Linked DNA regions of Mus musculus: region 2 is linked to region 1. The links are chromatin contacts, called in public HiChIP or PLAC-seq maps. All regions are on one chromosome and are shown on one strand. Each heading gives the region's core, a stretch centred on a gene start, on an enhancer-like site or on the middle of the called end of the contact. The rest is flanking DNA. Distances are from core to core; before and after follow the strand shown. Region 1 holds the start of Icos (inducible T cell co-stimulator). Region 2 has its middle 72 kb from the start of Icos.

The links. HiChIP or PLAC-seq counts read pairs in DNA pulled down with a chosen protein or histone mark.
Region 2: a BATF HiChIP or PLAC-seq map of CD8 T cells shows a contact between it and region 1, with 81 read pairs. The contact joins the enhancer-like site here to the promoter of Icos in region 1. A contact is called at or near these places in 2 of 39 promoter capture datasets (the 3T3-L1 cell line and hippocampal neurons), 1 of 15 datasets of contacts at CTCF or cohesin (CD8 T cells), 26 of 484 Hi-C or Micro-C datasets (CD4 T cells, CD8 T cells, CD8 central memory T cells and 13 more), 6 of 115 datasets of contacts at active chromatin or transcription factors (CD8 T cells, Th17 cells, effector CD8 T cells and 1 more) and 1 of 9 other capture datasets (adipose tissue).

Annotation. Positions count from the first base shown.
Region 1 is chr1:60,976,069-60,980,993 of GRCm38.p6, forward strand. Icos (inducible T cell co-stimulator) reads left to right here and starts at 1,846. Exons shown (of 5, transcript NM_017480.2): 1 at 1,846-1,948. The coding sequence starts at 1,891.
Region 2 is chr1:61,047,340-61,052,023 of GRCm38.p6, forward strand. No RefSeq gene overlaps it. Among named protein-coding and RNA genes, the nearest start is that of Icos, 72 kb to the left of the region's middle. Within about 2 kb of position 3,197, at least 21 of the 459 cell types and tissues checked have an H3K27ac peak or open chromatin away from gene starts, as enhancers often do. A contact at or near this core is called in CD8 T cells, CD8 central memory T cells, the MNK3 cell line and 7 more, where this site is marked.

The sequences.
Region 1 (4,925 bases), core at 596-3,095:
GCATGAATGACTCTTTCTGGTTAGTTAAGAGTGGGCACTTGAGAACTAGACTCTTCAAATGCCAGCACAGCCACTTCCTATAGGGCTTGGGCGAGGCCAGGCCTTTTACTTTTCTTTGCCTCATTTTTCCCTATTTCTGAGATGAGGAAAATAGTGGCCCACGATTCATAAAGTAAATAACAATATGCATAGAATAATATGAATATGTATGCACACAAAAAGTCCATTAAAACAATTTAAGCATACTATTAACTATATTCATAGTATTTGGTATTCTCTATACAAAGTAAGCCATTTGTTATTCTACATTGAAGTGTGTGTGTGTGTGTGTGTGTGTGTGTGGTATGGTGTGTAGTATCCATGTGTTGTGTGTAGTCTATGAGCAGTCATTGAGAGGCCAGAAGAGGACACTGGGCACCTTCCTCTATCATTCTTCCTGCTGTTCCTTGAGACAGGGTCTCTCATGGAACCTGACACTCACCATTTTGCTTAGGCTGACTGACAAGTGAGCTCTGAGGATCCTCCTGTCTGCCCTCCTGTGGTGTTCTGTGGTTACAGGCATGCACAACCACACCCAGGTTTTGCAAGGTTGTTAAGGATTTGAACTCAGGTCCTTATGTTTGACAGCAAGTGCTTTTACCCACTGAGCCATTTCTCATCCTCTTTACCTTTAAATTATATATATCATATATATATATATATATATATATATATATATATATATATATATAATATATATACCACATATATATTATATTATATTATATTATATTATATTATATATAATATTATATATAATTAATTAAGATATATTTCATATAAAATTTAGGTGGCTGTAAATAAATTATTTGCATTATTGCCATTGCTACTGTCTTTTTTCTCTTTCTGCAGAGACAGAGATTTTTATCAGGCATCTTAGCTTTCTTGCTTCATTTGCACCATACATGCAGACAGACTCTCGAGTTTCTACAGATGACTGTAACTTAGAGAAAAGGGGTTAAGTCACTTTAAACCTGACCCTATCATTTATAAAATCATAATCTACAATGAACACCATATAAATATTATTTCTCATATTCCAGGAATATTCCTCTTTCAGATGTTTTAAAATGTCATTTTCTTAAAAACTTTCATTTATTTTCTGTCCTATTTCAAAGGCCTTACATCTCTGGAGTAAATAGCCCTGACAAATGTGTCAAAATATGCCTTATTCATAATTTGTGTTGGATCCTGCAGTCCCCAGTAGCTATTGATATAGAGATCTGAATGAATTGCTTCTGAAAATGATGGGCTTTGTGTTTCTAACCAGAAAGAGGGTCACATTTTCTTCCTGCCTTCATGATCAACAAAAATCTGTGAATTAAGCATCCACCCTACAAACGGTAATGCTTTCCACCCAGCAGTGATATGAATGGTCCATGAAGTCCCTAGAAGCACAAATGACACATAAATAGCTTTGAAAATGAAATCCATCCATCCATCCATCCATCCATCCATACATACATACATACATACATACATGCATCCATTCATCCTTCCATTCTCACATCCATCCATTCACTCATTCATACATGCATGCATCCATCTATCCATTCATCCATTCATCCATCCATCCATCCATCCATCCATTTATTCACACATCCATGTATTCATTCACACATTCATCCATCTAGTCATTCATTTACGCATCTATCCATTCATACATCACCGGGTACTTGCCATGCAGGAGGCGCTGTGATAGCTCTCCAAGTAGAAGTGGATGATAAATGTGACACCACATCAACCTCCACAAACCCACTTCCTCTCCAGAAAACTGAAAACAACTGAGATCACGACTTCACTGACACTTTTGAGCACTGGAGGAGAAGACTGCAACTGCTCCTGGCAGACATGAAGCCGTACTTCTGCCGTGTCTTTGTCTTCTGCTTCCTAATCAGACTTTTAACAGGTGAGTGGCCATCCATAGCTCTTATTGAGTTCTACTTCAAGAGAACATTAAGAAAAATCTGAAGTAGAAAAATTAAGTAAAAATGGAAAATGATTTTATTTTATTTTATTTTATTTTATTTTATTTTGTTTTTAACAAGCACAGACAGTTTCAGAGGCACTGAAGCTCACGGCTCAGGGCGTCATGCCCGGTCAGCGTGGATGTCAGTGCTTCTTTTGATACTGTGTTTTAACATGAAAAAGTACATTTCAACAGACCATTAAAATTTTAAATTACTTGTTCAAAGTTACCTGACAGTGTATAAAGTAGGAGAGTAGCTCACTCTTTTTAGAGAAAGATGAAAGGCAAGATTATTTGTGTCAAAAGAATAGAAATTGAATAGCCCTGGAAATCCTTCTATAGTAGAGAAAAAAGTGGATGACTTCCAAAAGGAAAATTTTGACTTTACTCTTACCTGGTTGGTCCTAAGTCTTAAATGTACAGTCTGCCATAGGGTTGGTGGTTTTTGTTTTGTTTTGTTGCTTTTTATTTTTGATTGTTTTGTTTTTCAAGACAGAGCCATACCAATCCTGGCTTATCTTATAAGGCTTTTAGACACTAGATATGAAGATCACCCCAAATGTAAAAAGGGGGAGAAAATGACTGACAGCATTCACTAGTCCCTCTAGACCTTAAACATTCTGGAATCTTTGACTCTTTTTCGTGGGTGACATTTATCAGACTCTACATGAGAAGTTTAAAGAGGGTCATGTGCAGTGTAAGTAATTACATACAGTCTTTTGCTGCTTCTTATTATATGCACTTACATACTGTTCTTGAAATTGGGATAAGTGAAGTGAAACATTAAGTGGTGGGAAATGCCTTTAATAGGAGAAGCAAAAGCAGAATGCTCAGTGGTATAAGTCCATCTGGAAATGCATTTTTTTCAGTGGTAGAAAGAAGGAGACATTACTTTTCTCTCCAAAAAGAAGTCAAACCTAAAATTGGATTTATTAAACATTTAGTATTGTGCTGTTTCAAAGGCACTCAAATGTTCTTAAGAAGGATGAAGAGCGAAGACCTTGTTGTATTTACCTGGAAGAAGTACTAAGAACAGCTCTGGGCCAGATGTGTTTTCTACTCTGCACGCTAGTTTTACAACCCCCCTGAAAAGCTTAGCAGCATACGTGAAACAAGAAAAACCATGGCAGGGAGATCCACTCATTTACTCATCCACTCATCCGTTCATTCACGCATCACTGGACACTTGCCATGCAGGAGATGCTGGGCTGGCTATTGTATAAACAGTGGTGAGCAAGACCAGGCAGGCCCACTCTGCTGAGACTAGCTGAGTACTAGTGAAAGAGACATGAATCAAACAATCGTATGAATTGATGGCAAGAGAGGGCACCAAGGATCCAGGTCAGACAGGGAGGTGTGTGTGTGTGTAGCTAGAGCCATACAGACTGTTCTGTGGAAATGACGCTTGAGTTGAAATTGGAAGGACAGATAGGAATCAGTGGGAAGAGCAGTGTCAAGAGAGGAAAGACAATTCAATGGAAAGTCAATCCAAAGGATCTGTAGTTTTCAAGGAAGGTCAGAGGGCTGATGTGGCTGAGCACAGGGAGGAAGGGAAGCTGGGCATGATGCCAGATGAGGCTAAGAAAGAAGTCAGTGGTCAGACTTCTCAGCCCACAGGGCCATGCTAAAGAGTTTGGAATTTCTTCCAAGAACATTTGTACAAGTTATTGCATGGTTGGTTTGGGATGCATCAAAAGTTTTCTGTATCCCAAACCCATTCGGGTAGTTGTGGTGGTGGTGCTGTACTCAAAAGACTTGTATCAACAGTGGTGTCATTTCTGTAGAGGGATGGATTCAGCTGTAGGATTCTCATGAGTTGCCAAGCTAAGCTGATCAATAAGATCTTCTGGAATAGTCACCTGAGATCCTTAGTGAGTAAAAACCAATGTTCGTTAGTCTTATGACACAAAAAAAACTGTGTTATGTAGAATGCCATTTTCCAATGACAGGTAAACAGGGGTAATAAACATGCCAATGATCATCATATTAAACGTTGCCCTAGGTCACACACACCCAGGAACTCCTAATTTCATAGCTATAAACAGAACCAAACTGCAGGAAACTAAACACTCATGGGTAGTTATAACACTTTTAGTGTTTCTAACTCTTGGCTCTGTCTTGACAAAATGATACAGGGATTCTTGCCCTCAGGCAGTACTGATAAAGACTCATAAACCAGGGAAGGCTAAGTGATTTGTCACACAACACTTAGTGGCAGAACCATTGGTAGAAGCCCAATGTGCCCAGCTCCATTGAAGATTTGTGAACAACACAAATTAAGAAGATTGAGAATTAAGAAGGTTGAGAGTCTTGAACATTCCCAGTCTTCAATGGATCTCAGTGTAAAAGTCTACAAAATATTTTTGTTTTAATGATTCTGGAATGGCAGAAGGCTCTTTCTTACAGAAGGATCCGCAGAAAGAAGCTATAAGAGAAGAGCCCCTACTTGGGCAATGGGGGTGGTGTGGGTGACCTGCTGAATTCTGGCTTTAGGAAGACTACTTTGAAGGCAGTGTAGAGTGAAGCCAGTGGCAATGACTGACAGCTGGTGATATCCAGCAAATGCTTGTCTCAGAAGGTATTCTCCTAGGAAGCTGGGATGGTAGACCTCAGACTCACTCTATCTCTGACAGTGACTGAACAGTTACTCGAGAATCCCACCATCTCTGGAGAAATAGCCATTTGGTGTTCTTAGCACCAGATCCTCCCCACAGAGCTCAGAGAGGTCTGGGGTGATGAGCTGACCTCTGGGTCCTCCCTTTGAGCACCTGTTTCTAGAATTCAAACTGCATTGAAAAACTCTGCATTGCTAACCTTTTGTCTGGATAGATGAATGTAAGCCATTCTCAGCATGATAAGCCTTGATTTTATGCCTCCAAGAGTGTATGTATTTACCTCTGATTTTCCTGTGTTATTT
Region 2 (4,684 bases), core at 1,947-4,446, 73 kb after region 1:
ATCTCACAAATACCTTCTTTTCACTCAAGCATCCAACCTCATGTCCAGGGCTTGAGAACATGTGTAAGTTCTCATAACTGCTGCTGGTGGCAACTCCTCTGCAAATACTACACTAAGAGAGAACGTTCTCCAATGAGCTTAACTCTGTACACAGGTGGACCCATTCTTCCTTGGGCAGGGAACATGATGATTGCTTAATCAGATTCCATTTAAGTCAGCCTTGTGCTGAGGATGCTTTGGTAACCTTCAGACAGCATGCTCATAACACTTTTTGGCTTGAAGTTTCTCTAACGTCACATAGAAAGCGCATGTCCAGGTCTGGCATTCTTGAATGTTTAACTAGAGATGCAATGGCTGCTTGGGGCCATTCTTAACCACTGCAGACAGGTAAATGCTTTTCTTCTTGATGTCCTAGACAGAGGGTCGGAGTCGTGTTTGTAAGGACCTCAGAAGTTGTTTATGGAGCTACATCCTGTTGCCTCAGCCACCACAATAGCTCCTGCATGTGTTCACTTTGTGCCACCCCCTTTCCATCTTCCCTCCCCTGGACTCTGGCTCCCCAGTGTTGTATTCAGAAACAAACCATCTGTAAGGAGGCCTCTGTCTTAGACTCTGCTTTCAGATTTTCGAGTCTCCTAGTAAGAGGGCTTTGCCACATCTGCACCGTCTGTTTTCTGGAGAATGATGATGTCATTGAATTTTTCTTCCATAGAACATTTAGAAAAATATGAAAGAAATCTTATATGAAATCTGGGTGTGGTGGTATGCAATCAGATCTGTAATCCTAGCACATGGAAACTGAGGCAGGAGCATTGTGTGATCCTAGCATATAGAAGTTGAGGAAGGAGCTTAGAATACATAGCAAGTTTCATAAGGCCATGATCCAGAGGTATAGCTCAAATGTGGTTCACTTACTTGGCCAGCATGTGCAAGGCCCTGGACATAATCCTTAGCAATGAAGAAGAAAAAATGGCATACAAGAGGCAGATGTGAGGAAATAACCTTGACAACGACTAACTAAGGGGTGTGATGGCTGTATCAGTATCCTGAGGGAAAACAGATGGCACTCTCAAAATTGGGACAGTTTGAGAATGGCTTAGAGACAAAGGGATTCATATCAAAGTAGGCAGGAAAAGAGAAACTGTGACTGTAGCAAGAACTCAGGATTAGTAGTTGACAGCTTAGGCAAGGGATGCCGGGATGCTCTGTTATACTTGTGTATACACACACACACACACACACACACACACACACACACACACATATATATATATGAGACAGTGCTGTGGATCTCAGTCTTCTTTGGTCGCTGCTTCTCTGTGGGTACTACTAAGGATGATTAAGGAGAAATTATCAGGCCATGAAGGCAGTGGTGAACAGACAGAGTAGGAAGGCATCTATAGGGCCTCATGGAAGGGTCAGGCTCAGTAGTGTCCTCTTTCTCTGCTTCAGTGAGCATGTTCTGAGCATCGACTGTGGTTCAAGGTGGCATCTCTAGACTGGAAGCCAAAATGTTCAACTGTAATTATTACTCCCTTTCAACCCAACCCCTTTCTTCTTCTTTTAATTTTTAAAAAATATACTTCTTCCTCCCCTTAACTCCTTCTATATACACATCCCCAACTTCATGCCCCTTTTTTAAAAAATTAAAATACAGCTATATCATTTTCCCCTTCCCTTTTCTCCATCCTTTCCCTCCCATTTGTCTTCCCATCATGCTTCCTTTTGAAATCATGGCCTTTGTTCTTTAAAATTGGCATTTCACACACACACACACACAAGTCTAAAATATAATCTGTTCAGCTCACTTGGTGTTACTTGCTTAGTTTTATTTGTATGTATCTGGTTTGCTGCCCATTTGCTTTTGGATGACCAATGAGGCGGCTCATCCCTGGGAAGGGTCGTTTCTCTACCCATCCCTATGCCTTAGTTGCCTGTTGTTCTTTGTTTAAGGGCAAGGCTCTTTAAGATTAGCATTTCTTCTTCCATGTTAGCATGTCTGTTGGTGTTGTACTTCTTCAGGTCTTGTTTAGGCAGACATATTGATAGGGTACCATGGTTGAAGTTTCCCTGTCATATCTAGGAGACACAATCTCACAGAAGCTTTCCTGACTCTCACAGTCCTATTGCTCCCTCGTCTCTGTCATGTTCCCTGAGACTCTGGTGTGGGGTTCTTGTTGTGGATGTACTCATTGGGCCTGGGCACCCCATGATTACTTGTTTTCTGCATTTGACTGGTTATAATTTTTTGTAATGGTCTCCTGTTGCAAAGAAGTTTCTATGATGAGGAGGTGGGAGCTAAATTTGTCTGAGGGACTTAGAATCTAGTGAGGAACTATGTTGGTTTATTAAAATGGTGAAAAGTTGTTCTCTAAGATCCATGACCTCACTAACCCCAGAAAGTTTGTTAGGTTTCTAGTACTAGATATAATTTTCTTTGTGTTGACTCTGCCTTCAGTCCAATTAGGAAGCTGTTGGTTACCACAAAGACATGTTTCACTATTGCACTCTTAGGACTATCATGACATGTTGGTTACCATTGAGGTTCATAGGCATTGCAGCTGTGACACGTCTCCATTTCTCCATCCGTTTCCCATGAGTTCACAGGCTGTATCCTTGTGTTAATTCTGTGCCTTTGACTGTAAAATGTCTCGTGGCATCGGGGGAGCAGAGGACAAGTGTATAAATGAGGTAAATGGAAGCTGCTTCTCTTCTGGATCTCTTCTAAAGCAAATAAACATAGCGCGTCCAAGTCTTCAGAATCCCGCAGGTCCTAATCCATCTCAGTTCCTCACTTTGTTGCCTTTGGGTTTTGCCTGTGGATCACACAGCATAGCAAGTCTCTAACATTTGTCAATGAGATAGCGAGGGCTGTTTGGAAGGATCATGTTTGATGTGCTCTAGAACCCATTGTTTCCTTGCCAGGTCACCTATGACACACACGCTCACACCATGGCTCAGAACCACAGCCACAGTGTCAATTTTTCTCACTAGGAAACTTTATTTCATATCCTTATTAGGATTTCAAGTGTTTTTTTTTTTTTTTTGTTTTTTGTTTTTTGTTTTTTTTTATGGCTGCCACTGGTGCTGCACTGGCTTCTCTGTTCTAGTGCTATTTACACGAAGAAGCAAGGTGTTAGTCAAACCATGAGTGTGCCAGTGCCTAAGCGGAGGCCAACCACATAGGGCTGGGAGGAAGATGCCAGTCTTCTTCGCTAGCTGCATGACTCATTCCCTCTCAGAGGGTAGGATTTAGTTTCATACTTCAGAACATTCAAAACCAAGGTTTTGCTGAGAAACAGCCCAGGTTACTTCTCAGTTGTTGAAACTGTTCTCTCTACTTAAATGTCAGGCATCTAGAATAAGGGCACGAGCTGGTATTTTCTGTGTGGTTATCATGTTCAACTTCTGCCTTAGTTTCTTTTACTGCTGCTGTAATAAAATACCCCAACCAAAAGGAACTTCAAGGAAAAAGGGTTTATTTGGCCCACAGTTCCATGTTACAGATAAGATTTATGTCAAGGCAGCAGGAACTTGGGGTATAGCCATAGCAAAGAGCAGAGAGCAAGAATTAATGGGTGCATGTTAATGCTCAAATATCTTTCTCCTTTTCTTGCAGCCCAAGGTCCAGCTCAAGAAATGTTGCTGCCCACATTCAGACAGAGTCTCCTACTTCAACCCAACTAAGGGAGCCTCTCACAGGCCATCCTGACCAGACAATCAAGTATTGGCCTTTCCCTCCCAAGATGACTTTAGATTCTACCAAATCAGAAGTTACCAGCACAGGTGTTTAACTTAAAATAAAGATAATACCATGCTTAGAGGTTATAGGCACTAGAAGATGCTATATGCAAAAAACATAGAGTAAAAACTGGTAAATAGAGTTATTTATTTACCAGTATTTTGAGTGAGCATATAATATGGTAGGTTTCAGGAAAACATTTTTATATACATATATTACTCTACCTCTTTATTTCACCTGCACACTGTTCTCCTTTGTTTACCCTCTTCCTTCCTGCCTGTCTTATTTTCCCCAAAAGTCTTATCCCTTCTGTTTCTTGTCAGTGCCATATGTAACTGTGTGTGTACAAGCATATACAAGTGTGTATACATTCTATCTATCTATCTATCTATCTATCTATCTATCTATCTATCTATCATCTATCTGGATTCTAAATACAGAAGAAAACATGAGATGTTATCCCTTTTATCTCTCTTTAGTTCCTTTGTCCTCACCAAACAGTCCCCCATACACACACACCACCACCACCTCCACTACCACCCCCCACATATAACAAAAGACATGTAATGTCATTATGAATCTGGCTTCTTTGACATAGCATTGAGATGTCTAATTCCATTCATTTCCCCTGCCAGTGACTAAATGAATAAAGCTCCACTGTGTGTACAAGTACATATAATGTATCCCTACAGATAATAGTTTTTGATTCATGGAGCTGTTAATGATACCTATACTGAATCCATTACTTGGTATTGTGACTAGCCCTGCAATAAATATGGGTGTGTAGTTATGCTTGTGGTATGTTGATTTAGATTCCATACACACACACACACACACACACACACACACATATCCAGTAGTAGTATGGCTGGAGCATATAGTAGTTCTACTTTTAGTGTTTGGAGGAAACTGGCGCTGATTTCCACAGTGTCTATAAATGCT